Regions from separate parts of the Mus musculus genome. Here region 2 is linked to region 1. The links are chromatin contacts, called in public HiChIP or PLAC-seq maps. All regions are on one chromosome and are shown on one strand. Each heading gives the region's core, a stretch centred on a gene start, on an enhancer-like site or on the middle of the called end of the contact. The rest is flanking DNA. Distances are from core to core; before and after follow the strand shown.

Region 1 (5,140 bases), core at 981-3,480:
AGGGTTTTTGTTTTGTTTGTTTGTTTTTTTTTTTTTTTTTTGAGTGACACCGTAGTTGTTATTCTGAGACATTGTCTGGCCTCAAACTCCAACTCCATTCCTCTGCCTCCCAAATGCTGAGGTCACAGGTGTGTGCCACCACACCTGGCTGAGTGACAAAAGTTTTAAAAATACTTTTAATCTACCTGGTAGTAAAAGGCGCTTGGAAACGAAAATCTACTGAAGGCCCGCCCCCGTGATTTCACCTGGAGATAGCCACTAGGGCAACATTCCATCTCTGCCTGCCCATCTTTTGTGTTCTATAAATACCACGTGTGACCCACACTCATCACCAATGCGGTTCAGAGTTTGACTGTAAAGGAAGTGCTTTTATATCCTGTTGTGAAGCTCTGTTCAGACAGTCAGACAGACAGACGGGGTGGGGGTGGGGGGGAGAGAGAGAGAGAGAGAGAGAGAGAGAGAGAGAGAGAGAGAGAGAGAAAGAGAGAGAGAGAAACAGAAACTGCCCTCCTAAGGTATAGGTGGGTGAAGGAGAAAAATCTGCAACCATTGGTCTCTCTGGAGACTGGATGCAGGGACTGTTGTGATACACACAGCATGTGCTAAAGATCTATCAAGTAGTGTTAGCTGGTGTATAACCTACACATCTTCCCACAAGGTTCCTCTGTAGATGACCTACCCTGACATAGTACCGTGTCTGTAGTTACATCGTATTTCTTAGGAAACTGTGACAGGGAAGGGAAGCTCTGTATACGGTCAGCTTTTCCCCCCTATGGCTGTGCAACACGGCTGACTTATGCAGTGCTTGCTGGTCTCCTGGAGGTGGGCGACATGGTGAAGGCACCTGGTTTTGGCTTCACGTTGGAAACCTCTGTCTGTCAGGGGCTTAGACACAAAGGGGCTCAGCATCACCTGCAGTCCTGGCTCCCACAAAGCTCCTCTGAGGGCCCTGCTTTTTTAAGTGAGGGACGTTAAATTAATGAGAAACAAGGATGGAGGCCCCAAGATTTAAAAAAAAAAGTTTTTGTTCATTTCCTTACTTATTTTGTGTGTGCATGCATGCTTGTGTGTGTGAGTGTGTGTGTGTATGTGTGTGTGAGTGTGGGCATGTGTGCGTGTGTGTGATGTACCTGTGTATGTGTTGCATATAGAGGCCAGAGGTCGACACTGTGTGCTTTCCTCAATTGCTTCTCACCTCATTTTTTGGAAGAGTCTCTCTCATTGGCCCAGAGCTCATGGGTTTGACCAGACTGTCTGGCCAGGGATCTCCTACCTTGACTTCTCCAGAGCTGGGTTACAGACATGTGTCATTGTGCCAAACTTTTATGTGGGTGCTGGGAATCGGAACTCAGGTCCTCGCACTTGTCCAGCAGCCACTTTGTTGACTGAGCCTACCCGCACCCTCCCCCATCCCCCAGTTCTAAGTCCAAGGTCTCATTGAGCCTCATTCACAGCTCCAGCTTCACCATGACTACCAGGTGGCTTATGGTAGACCTACCTGAATAGGCTACTAACTTCTGCTTTCGGCCGTCATCACCAGAAAAGCTTTGGTTGGCCAGCCACTCATAATGTGGCCTTATTCTGCTGTGCTAGGGGAAGCTGATGGGGCAGCAGGGCTTTTGTGGGATGACGTAGCGGGAGCCAAAAGCACAGCAAACCTCCTTGAGCTCAGATTAGATGGCCTCACATCCTTACACCCTTAAAAGAGCTCCTTAGGTTCTTCACTCAGGTTCTGCTAACCCTCCGTGTGTACACTGGTCTAGCAGGTTCTTTAGTTCAGAGCAGATCTGAAGTGAAGTACCAACAGGGGGCTGGCTGGATGGCAGAAAGCAGGGAGGGAGAGACAACGGTACTGAAACTTAACCACAGCACAGTGATCTGGGGCTGAAACACGCGGGGCCTATGTTCTCACACACGGCAGTATAGGCTTCTCTGTACGACAGGATGCTAACTTGATTGGTGAGCTAACAACACTCCCAAGACATCAAGCAAAAACCAGAGATGGTCAGTATAAGGAGTGAAGGGTGCCCTGTGCGTGTTAGCAAGCACGTTAGCAAAAGCTTATCGCTCTTATCTAGGAAGGTTCCCCCACTCCGCCCCCTGTGAAATAAGGGGAGAGATGATTTCCTGATTTAATTTGTAAGTTCGGCTTGTCTGTATGCCCAGTGGTGACTCAGGAGAGGTGGAGGTTGTACTGTGTGCATCTCTTGGGCACTGTAGTCTAGAGTTGGAGGCTGAGCTGCGCAGGAAGCAATGAGGGAGGCAGGAGCAGGAAGGAAGGTGGCTCCTTTCAGTCACCTCAGTGACAATGCTAAGAGCTATTTGTGCTGCAAGGAAGCCAGCTCCTGTGCAGCCCCAAGGACAGAGATAAACGCTAAGAAGGGAACACAAGAGCCGAGAGATGAGTGTAGAGCATCCCGGAGGGACTCCTAGGGCTCTCTGGGTCCCTAGGACCCAGAGAAAAACAGAAGGTGTTGGGAGAGGACACTTGGGAGGCAGGGTGTTCCAGGAGAGGCTAATGTAAAGGCAGGCGCTGCTGTGTGTCAGGAGGTTCAGTGTCCCTACTAAGTGATCCGTAGGGGAGCTTGTTGGATCCTTGGGACTGTGGCGCCAGTTTTGAAGTTTAGTGTGTTTGTTTGTTTTTGTTTTTTGAGACACTCTGTAGACCAGGCTGGCCTGGAACTCAGAGATCTGCCTGCCTCTGCCACCCAAGTGCTGGCATGTGCCACTATTGCTTGGCTAAAGCTTAGCTTTTTATCAGGTAGGTCGGTTGCACTAGTAGGTTTGATCTTGAAAGTTGGGCCGCTTGTCCCTGATGCCCAGCCCTGGCTATCCTACCCTTTCCTGGCTGGGCTAGAGAGAACAGATGACTCAGTGAGGAACCACCTCAATCAGAGGGTCAACGTTGGCCTTGGCTTTCTAACCATGACTTTTCATTGGCCCTTGGCCTGAGTGCTAGCCCTCCACCCCATCCCTGTCTCAGCCTGTCACTTCCTGGATGTTGGAGTCATGGTTATGACCACTGTGTGGTAAATTGGCTCTTGGCATCAGAAGAGGGAAGTTGGGGCTTAGAGCCTCATCCTGCCTCAGACCCCACATGGGCTGTTTCTTAGTGTGGCCCTAGGTTCACCCCAGCTCCCCTGTTTTTCTACACAGGACCTGAGTCTGAGCTTTCCTGCATCACCACGGTCCCTCTGTCTAGGCTGTGCTTGGCAATCAGATCCAGGGTATAGCCCATCTCTGGCTTATGGGTCCCGCTGACATTCGCTTCCAAAGGATCAAAGGCAGTCTAGAAATCAGCAGTTTCCAGGGAGGTTTCCTCACATCTATACGGTTGGCCACCTTCAGCAGGATGGGGCACGAAGGCTGCTCTCTGCAGAACTTTCAGAGTGACCTTATGACTTAAAGATAGTGGGAAGGCTGGGAGGGGGGTGTGAAGAACTGCCAGAAAAACACTAGACTCTGCGTCATGGCAGACATTCAGAACAATCGTTGAACTTTGAACTGACTTTCACAGCCTCCAGGGAAGACTGGATAGCCCACACCGAGGGAGTAGATTTTGTCTTATGTGGAGGGTCTTTTTGACTCCATTTCTGGCCTTGGAGTTCTGATTCCACCCTTGGCACGTTCACCATCCCTAATGGGCCTGTCTATGAACTAATGGGCCTGTCTATGAACTAAAGTGCTGTCCAGATCGACGAAGCCTTTCTAGTGGCCCGCTCGTGCTTGAGGGCAGGGTCTTCAGTCTCTGCTTGCCACTGTCCCACTGTCTGCTAGCTGCCCTTAGACCTCCTGGGTACGCCCCACTCCTTCTTCAGAAGACGTAGGAGGACCTCCACTCACAGGGTGGGCACAGTAGCTTGCCAAACCCATTAATCACCTAAGAGCTGTAGGGAGAGGTTTCCTTTTCTCTCAGTTCTATATTCACACAGCCAGTAATCAGTTCTGTAATCTAGGTATAAGGAGAGGGAGAGAAAGGGGGAGGGGGAGGGAGAGAGAGAGGGAGAGAGAGAGAGGGAGGGAGGGAGGGAGGGAGGGAGGGAGAGAGAGAGAGAGAGAGAGAGAGAGAGAGAGAGAGAGAGAGAGAGAGAGATAGAGATGGGGGTGGTGGTGGTCTAGAATGGCAAGTCAGAGAAATCCTATGACCAAACTTTATGTTACATTGAAGGATTGAAAATTTTCCTCCTTATGCGGGTAGAAGTAACCCAGAAAAGAAGGGAGGTGGGTATTTCATTTAGTTCTTCTAATGTACTTGATTGTGAGTGATCAAATATTTATCAAGCTGAAAATGCAGTGGCTGGAGGCAGTGGATTAGCCTGGAGTGGCCCTCGTTCTGAGACCGACTGCTTCCAGGGATGTCCTTCCGTCCCTCCCCAAGCAGCCTGGTGGGCACTGCAAAGGTGGTTCCCCCCCTTGCTGTTCCACTGCAGCTCTGTCTGGGGTTTGAGGAAGCACGGTGGGTGTTTGGATGATGTAGGGTCCCTGCACTGGAAGCAAGGTGCAGGCAGGGCACAGTTGCGCAGGCGCAGGATTCGCCTTCCGCTCTTTTCCTCCCAGTCCGGTCCGCAGCAGGGGATCCCAGGCAACCGGCTAAACAGTTTATAGTGTAGGCATGCAGATGTGGAGCCTGCAAACCAGGAGCCTTGCTATGCTACATCTGTCCTGGCCAAAAAAAGAAAAAAAAAAAAAAAAAAGAAGCAATCCCGGAAGCAGCCCAGCTGCCTACTCACGATTTTCTGCTTTGCTGCCTGCTGGAGACAAATCTCCTCGTGCTCAAAGGCTTCTTCCTCTTCCTCCCCCTGAGTTGTTTCCATTTTCTCCTCCTTCCTGCAGATCACATTGTTTAGGTCCAGGTCAGCTTTGCCTGCTGGAGGCCTGGTCTTATAGAACCAACTAAGATCTCAGGGCCAGCTCCTTTCTTCTTGAGTTGAGGCTCGCACCTAGGCCGTGCATTGCAGGTCTTCAGAACTGTGAGGGGCTCACGTCCGTGCTTCTGTTTTAGCAGTTTCCTAGTGGGTCAGTCCCATACGTTTTCAAACAGCAAACACTTCTTGCATATCTAGGAGACTAGGAATCTGAAACCAGCCATGGGCAGTCGGGGGTCCTGATGAAGGGCCTAGAAGAGGAACTTGCCGTAGTT
Region 2 (5,140 bases), core at 1,944-4,443, 250 kb before region 1:
TGTTAGGCTGAGTAGTACAATTCCTGGCTTTGTCAAAGTAGGGACTTTGTGAGAATTTTTCTTTAACAAAATAGCAAAACAATTGTAACACTGTGTCACCTCTTCTCAAAAGCTTTATTTTCATTTCACTAAACTTAAGTAAAAATACATATGCTTTGAGAAGACCCAAAATTATGACAAAGTAACCAATATCATACCAGAACTTCCATGCAACCTGGAAAAGGACATCACAGAATAGCATTTTACATTTTGTAAGTGTAAGGAGTTTATAAAAACATACCTGAATGAAGTTGAATTTTCCCAATTACACCTTCCACTAATCCCAAACAAATGGGGTTCCAGGCAAGAAGCAGATCCGTGGCTAAAATAAAGTGAGAAGCAATCGTGAGAACACACTCACCAGAAATGTCAAGCTATCTTTTTGCAGCATAGTTTAAAACATTTTTAAAAATTAAATATTTTAAAGTATTTTGGGGGATCAACACTCCCCCCCCACCAAAGCAGTTATAAAATAAACATCCCCCACTAAACATACAACCATTAATAACTTTGTGGCAAAGCATTAACTCTCAGGCTTCATTAAGATTCTGGAAACCTGCAGAGTTAAGGGTAGGATGGACTGAGGAGCCCCACTTCCTGAGTGGAAGAAAGAAGCTGCCACACTACAAAAAGGGACAGCCCGCCCGCCCCAGATCCAAGACAAGGCATGGTGAGGGCCATGGAGCTGTCCGCTTAGGGGATTACACTGAAACGCACCCTTCCCCAAAGACTCAGAAACTACTAGACAAAGGAATCCAGAAAGTCACTTTTCTTATCCGTGACTTCTAGGACAAAACCAACAGGAACTGCTTAGTTACTGAGTGCTACTGCACCGATCCCTCATCTGAACCACAGAATAGACTACAGTGATTTGTGGCACTGTTTTCACATTTCTTAAATTACTAACACTCTAGACACCCAGAAGAGAAGCAAATTACATATAAAACAGGTATAAGGACAAAGGATATAATTTAACTCTTCTGCAATCAAGGTTGCAAAAGATTGCTACACACATAGTGATAAATGTGACATTTCTGATAGTTCAACAACTGAAAAAGATTACCAAAAATTAATATTTCTGCTGGTTCAGGCCAGCAAGATGGCTGAGAGTGTGGAAGTGCTCAACATGAAAGCAGAGTTTAATGCCCAGAACCAACGGGGGAAGGACTGACCAACCCCAAAAGTTGCCCTCTGACTTCCACATGTGTTAATAATAAATGAAATTTTAACAGCACTCAGGAGGCAGAAGCAGTCATATCTGAGTTCGAGGCCAGTCTGATCTACAAAGTGAGCTCCAGGACAGCCAGGATTGTTGCACAGAGACAGAGAAACCCTGTCTCAATAAATAGGTTAATTAATTAAAATATAATTTTCTGCTAAAATTGCATTTTAATTATTACCACATAAACTTAATTTTACTGAAATATTATCTGTCATTCATACAGTAACAATACACTAATAGTTTAGTTTTCAAACTCATTTCAGTTTTGATAGTTTTTCACTATGCATTAATTTCTTGAGTCAGGATTAGCCATGGCTAGCTGTGAACTCACGGTGATCCTCCAGCCTCAGACTTCATAACTGAGACTGTTATTTCTTCTCCATCTTTACTGTTATATTTTCACCAAAAAACAAAACAACCAATACATTTCTTCAGTTGATTGTGGCTATTTTGCCTTGCTAGGGGTGAACCCAGGATTATAAGACTAGGGTTTCATGCATGATGGGCAGCCTACATGCACACCTCAACTTCATTGTTTTATTGCAAGAATTAAAAACATTTTAAAGGCTCCTCCTATACATATCATCATTTCTAATATTTCTTGCTTTGTATGTGTCAAAGTAGGGACACAAATGTGCCAAGGTGCACATGTGGAGGTCAGAGGATAACTCGTGGAGTCAGTTCTCTCCTTCCTCCAGGTGGGTTCCGGGGATCAAACCCAGGTTGCCAGGCTTTTGAGGCAAGTGCCCTTACCTAGTGAGCCATCTTGCCAACCCTCATTTCCAATCTTGACAACATTATGAGGTTGGCATTAGGTGACCCAGTTTACAAGTGAAGAAATAATGCTTAGAAAAATAACAGAGTTGCTTGAGGGACCCAAAGAAGCCAGGGACTCCACAGGAGGGCCAACAGAGTCAACTAACATGGACCCTTGGAGGCTCCCAGAGACCAAACCACCAACCAAAGAGCAAGCATGGGTTGGACCTCGGCCCCCTGTATATGTGTAGTCAATGAGCAGCTTGGTCTTCATGTGGGCTCTCCAACAACAGGAATCTCTCCCTGAATCTGTTGCCTGCCTGCCTGCCTGCCTGCCTGCCTGTGGATCCCATTCTCCTTGATCTGCTGTGTGTGTGTGGGGGGGGGGGGGGTGAGATACTAGAGGGGGGCTCCCCCTTTGCAAAGATGAAGGGGAGGGAGGAATGGGGGAGGAGCTGCGGGAAGGTGGTCCTGGGAGGAAAGGGAGGCTAATATTGGTAGGTAAAGTTGAATGAATAAATAAATTTACTTAAAAACTAAAAAGTTCCAGGACGGCCAGGGCTATACAGAGAAACCCTGTCTCGAAAAACCAAAAAAGAAAATAAGAGGGAAAAAAAAGGAAAATAACAGTCAAACTGCCCACAAGACAGGAGTCAGAGCCTCAATCAAAAGAAATATAATAAGACTCTGCCTCAAAAGCGTAAGTTGAAAATGTCAAAAAACTTAAATTAAAAACAGGTATAGTGGCACAAATCTTTAATCTCAACACTTGGGGCATAGAGGCAGGCAGATCTCTGTGAGTTCAAGGCCAGCCTGACCTACATAGTGAATTCCAAGCCAGCCAGGCCTACACAATTTTGAGATCCTGTCTCAAAAATTTAAAAAACAAATAAATAGAGTTAGGAATAGCAGTGCATGCTATAATCTCTGATGTTGTCCAGGCTAAGGCAAGAGGATCTTGAGTTTCAGGCCACCCTACTCTAATGGCAAGACTGTTTCTCAAAATAAACAAAACCAAAGAGGCCTGCCTATCTGACTGGGGTTGTACACCCCAGCAACCTGCTGCAACACCTCACCTTCCCCCCCCCCCCCCAAACAGCGCAGTGAGCCACTGAAACAGGAAGTTTTAAATGCCGCATGTGATTACAAAGTATCAGTATGAGACGGAGGGGGAAACTGGCCACTGAGGTAAGACTAGTCTGTCTCGTTTCAGGTCTCTGCCTGCATAGTAACTGCAGTGCCACACAGAACTACCTCCTCTTAAAAGTCTTTTTCAAGGGCTAGAGAGATGCTGTGGTGAGAACCAGGCTGATCTGCTATACTCTCTTCAAGCCCTGATATATAGAAAAGGCCTGGGGACTGGGTCTTGGGGAAACTTCAGTTTTGGATCCTGAGAACCCAACTCTTCCCCCTAAAGTGGTTCTTAACCCTCTTAACACTGGGACCCTTTCATACAGTTCATGTTGTAGTGACCTCAACCATAAAATTATTTTTATTGCTACTTCATCACTGTAATCTTGCTACTATTATGAACTGTAATGTAAATATTTGTTTTCTGATGTTCTAAGGGGACCCTTATGAAAGGGTCATTAGTCAATCCCAAAGTGGTGGTGACCCCCAGGTTGAGAACCACTGACCTAAAGCGTTATGGTTATCAGAGCCAAGGATGCTGCATGCGTACTTGTTCTGTGACACACATGAAGTGTCCTGTGTTCCCTTTGTGAAGCATTGCTTGGTTAGCATCCAGCTGACTTCAACCATCATATGAAAGTTTCTTCTGTCTCCTTTCCCTGCAAACCGTATATATGATGTATGTATGATAAAATAAACTTGCTGAGATAAGACAAAGTTTATATGAGACCTCCTGGGCCTCAACTTTCCCATCTTCTCTGTTTTCTGATCTCCTGGTCTGTTCAGAACCTACCAGTGAAGAACAGCCAGGACCTGAGTGCAGGTCGATGGTGCGACGGTTAGGAGCACTTGTGACTCTTACAAAGGATGATCAGTTCCCAGAACCCTCAAGATGACTGGAACTCCAGTTCCAGGGCATCTGACACCCTCTTCTGACCTCCACGGCACTGCACATGGAGTACACTTACTAACATACATGCAAGCAAAAGACTTAACACATAAAATATAAATAGATCTTATAAAAAATCTTTTTTAAAGAAATAGAACATCCTGGCATAATTTTCCATTTAAGGAAGTACTTTTTCACATAAATCTTTAATTAAGATTTTTTCTATTATAAAAATACTGTGATAAATGATGAATTTTATGCAAATATTTTATTTGTCTCCATCCTTAATAGCATTAAGATAGATTCCTAGAAATGAAAGTAGTAGTCACAACATTAAAAAAAAATAAGGCTCTCAAGCATTACCAAATTACTTCTATTAAATGTTATGTCACATTGATTTCTGCCAAAAGCATATTTAAAAGTTTACTTTAAAGTTTACTTATATATAATTTTCCTGCATATAGGTATAATATATATATATATATATGTACATATATTTACATATATATGCAGGTAAACTTAAAAACACACACACAGGATCTCTCTCTAGGTAGTCCTTGCTGTCCTGGAGCTCACTATATACCTAGGCTACTTTGAACTCAGAGAGATCCACCTGCCTCTGCTTTCCAAATACTGAGATTAAATTAAAAGTATGCAGCCCTACTACACCTGGCCTAAAATTTACCAGGATCTTTTAATCTCTTAATTTAATGGCATCCATTACCTAGAAATAGGCTATTTTCTATTTAACTATAAAAGTAGCTGCTTTCCTCCTTCTACACCGATCTCCTCGTGTATGCCATCCCCCTGCTTTGGCCTTCTTGTTTGTATCTTTAATTTCCCTGTGAGACTAAAACAGGAGGGGCTGGAGAAACAGCTCAGTGGTTAAGAGCACTGACTACTCTTCCAAAGGTCCTGAGTTCAGTGCCCAGCAACCACATGATGGCTCACAACTATCTGTAATGGGATCTTTTCTGGTGTGTCTGAAGACAGCAGTAGGACAGTGTACTCACATACATAAACAAAATAAATAAATCTTTAAAAAACAGAAAAAATAGACCTGCAGGTTGAGAGTTCTGCTTACAATTAAGAATAAGCTCCTG

The links. HiChIP or PLAC-seq counts read pairs in DNA pulled down with a chosen protein or histone mark.
Region 2: a contact with region 1 is called in an H3K27ac HiChIP or PLAC-seq map of CD8 T cells, with 3 times the contacts expected there. The contact joins two enhancer-like sites. A contact is called at or near these places in 6 of 484 Hi-C or Micro-C datasets (CD4 T cells, CD8 central memory T cells, bone marrow-derived macrophages and 1 more), 8 of 115 datasets of contacts at active chromatin or transcription factors (CD8 T cells, T-cell acute lymphoblastic leukemia, large pre-B cells and 3 more) and 4 of 9 other capture datasets (adipose tissue, embryonic stem cells, liver and 1 more).

Annotation. Positions count from the first base shown.
Region 1 is chr7:128,379,076-128,384,215 of GRCm38.p6, reverse strand. The region is part of intron 4 of Rgs10 (regulator of G-protein signalling 10); the gene reads left to right. Among named protein-coding and RNA genes, the nearest start is that of Gm39092, 15 kb to the right of the region's middle. Within about 2 kb of position 2,230, at least 69 of the 459 cell types and tissues checked have an H3K27ac peak or open chromatin away from gene starts, as enhancers often do. A contact at or near this core is called in CD8 T cells, memory CD8 T cells and regulatory T cells, where this site is marked.
Region 2 is chr7:128,631,379-128,636,518 of GRCm38.p6, reverse strand. Inpp5f (inositol polyphosphate-5-phosphatase F) reads right to left here. Exons shown (of 20, transcript NM_178641.5): 2 at 281-361. Among named protein-coding and RNA genes, the nearest start is that of Inpp5f, 23 kb to the right of the region's middle. Within about 2 kb of position 3,193, at least 53 of the 459 cell types and tissues checked have an H3K27ac peak or open chromatin away from gene starts, as enhancers often do. A contact at or near this core is called in CD8 T cells, memory CD8 T cells and regulatory T cells, where this site is marked.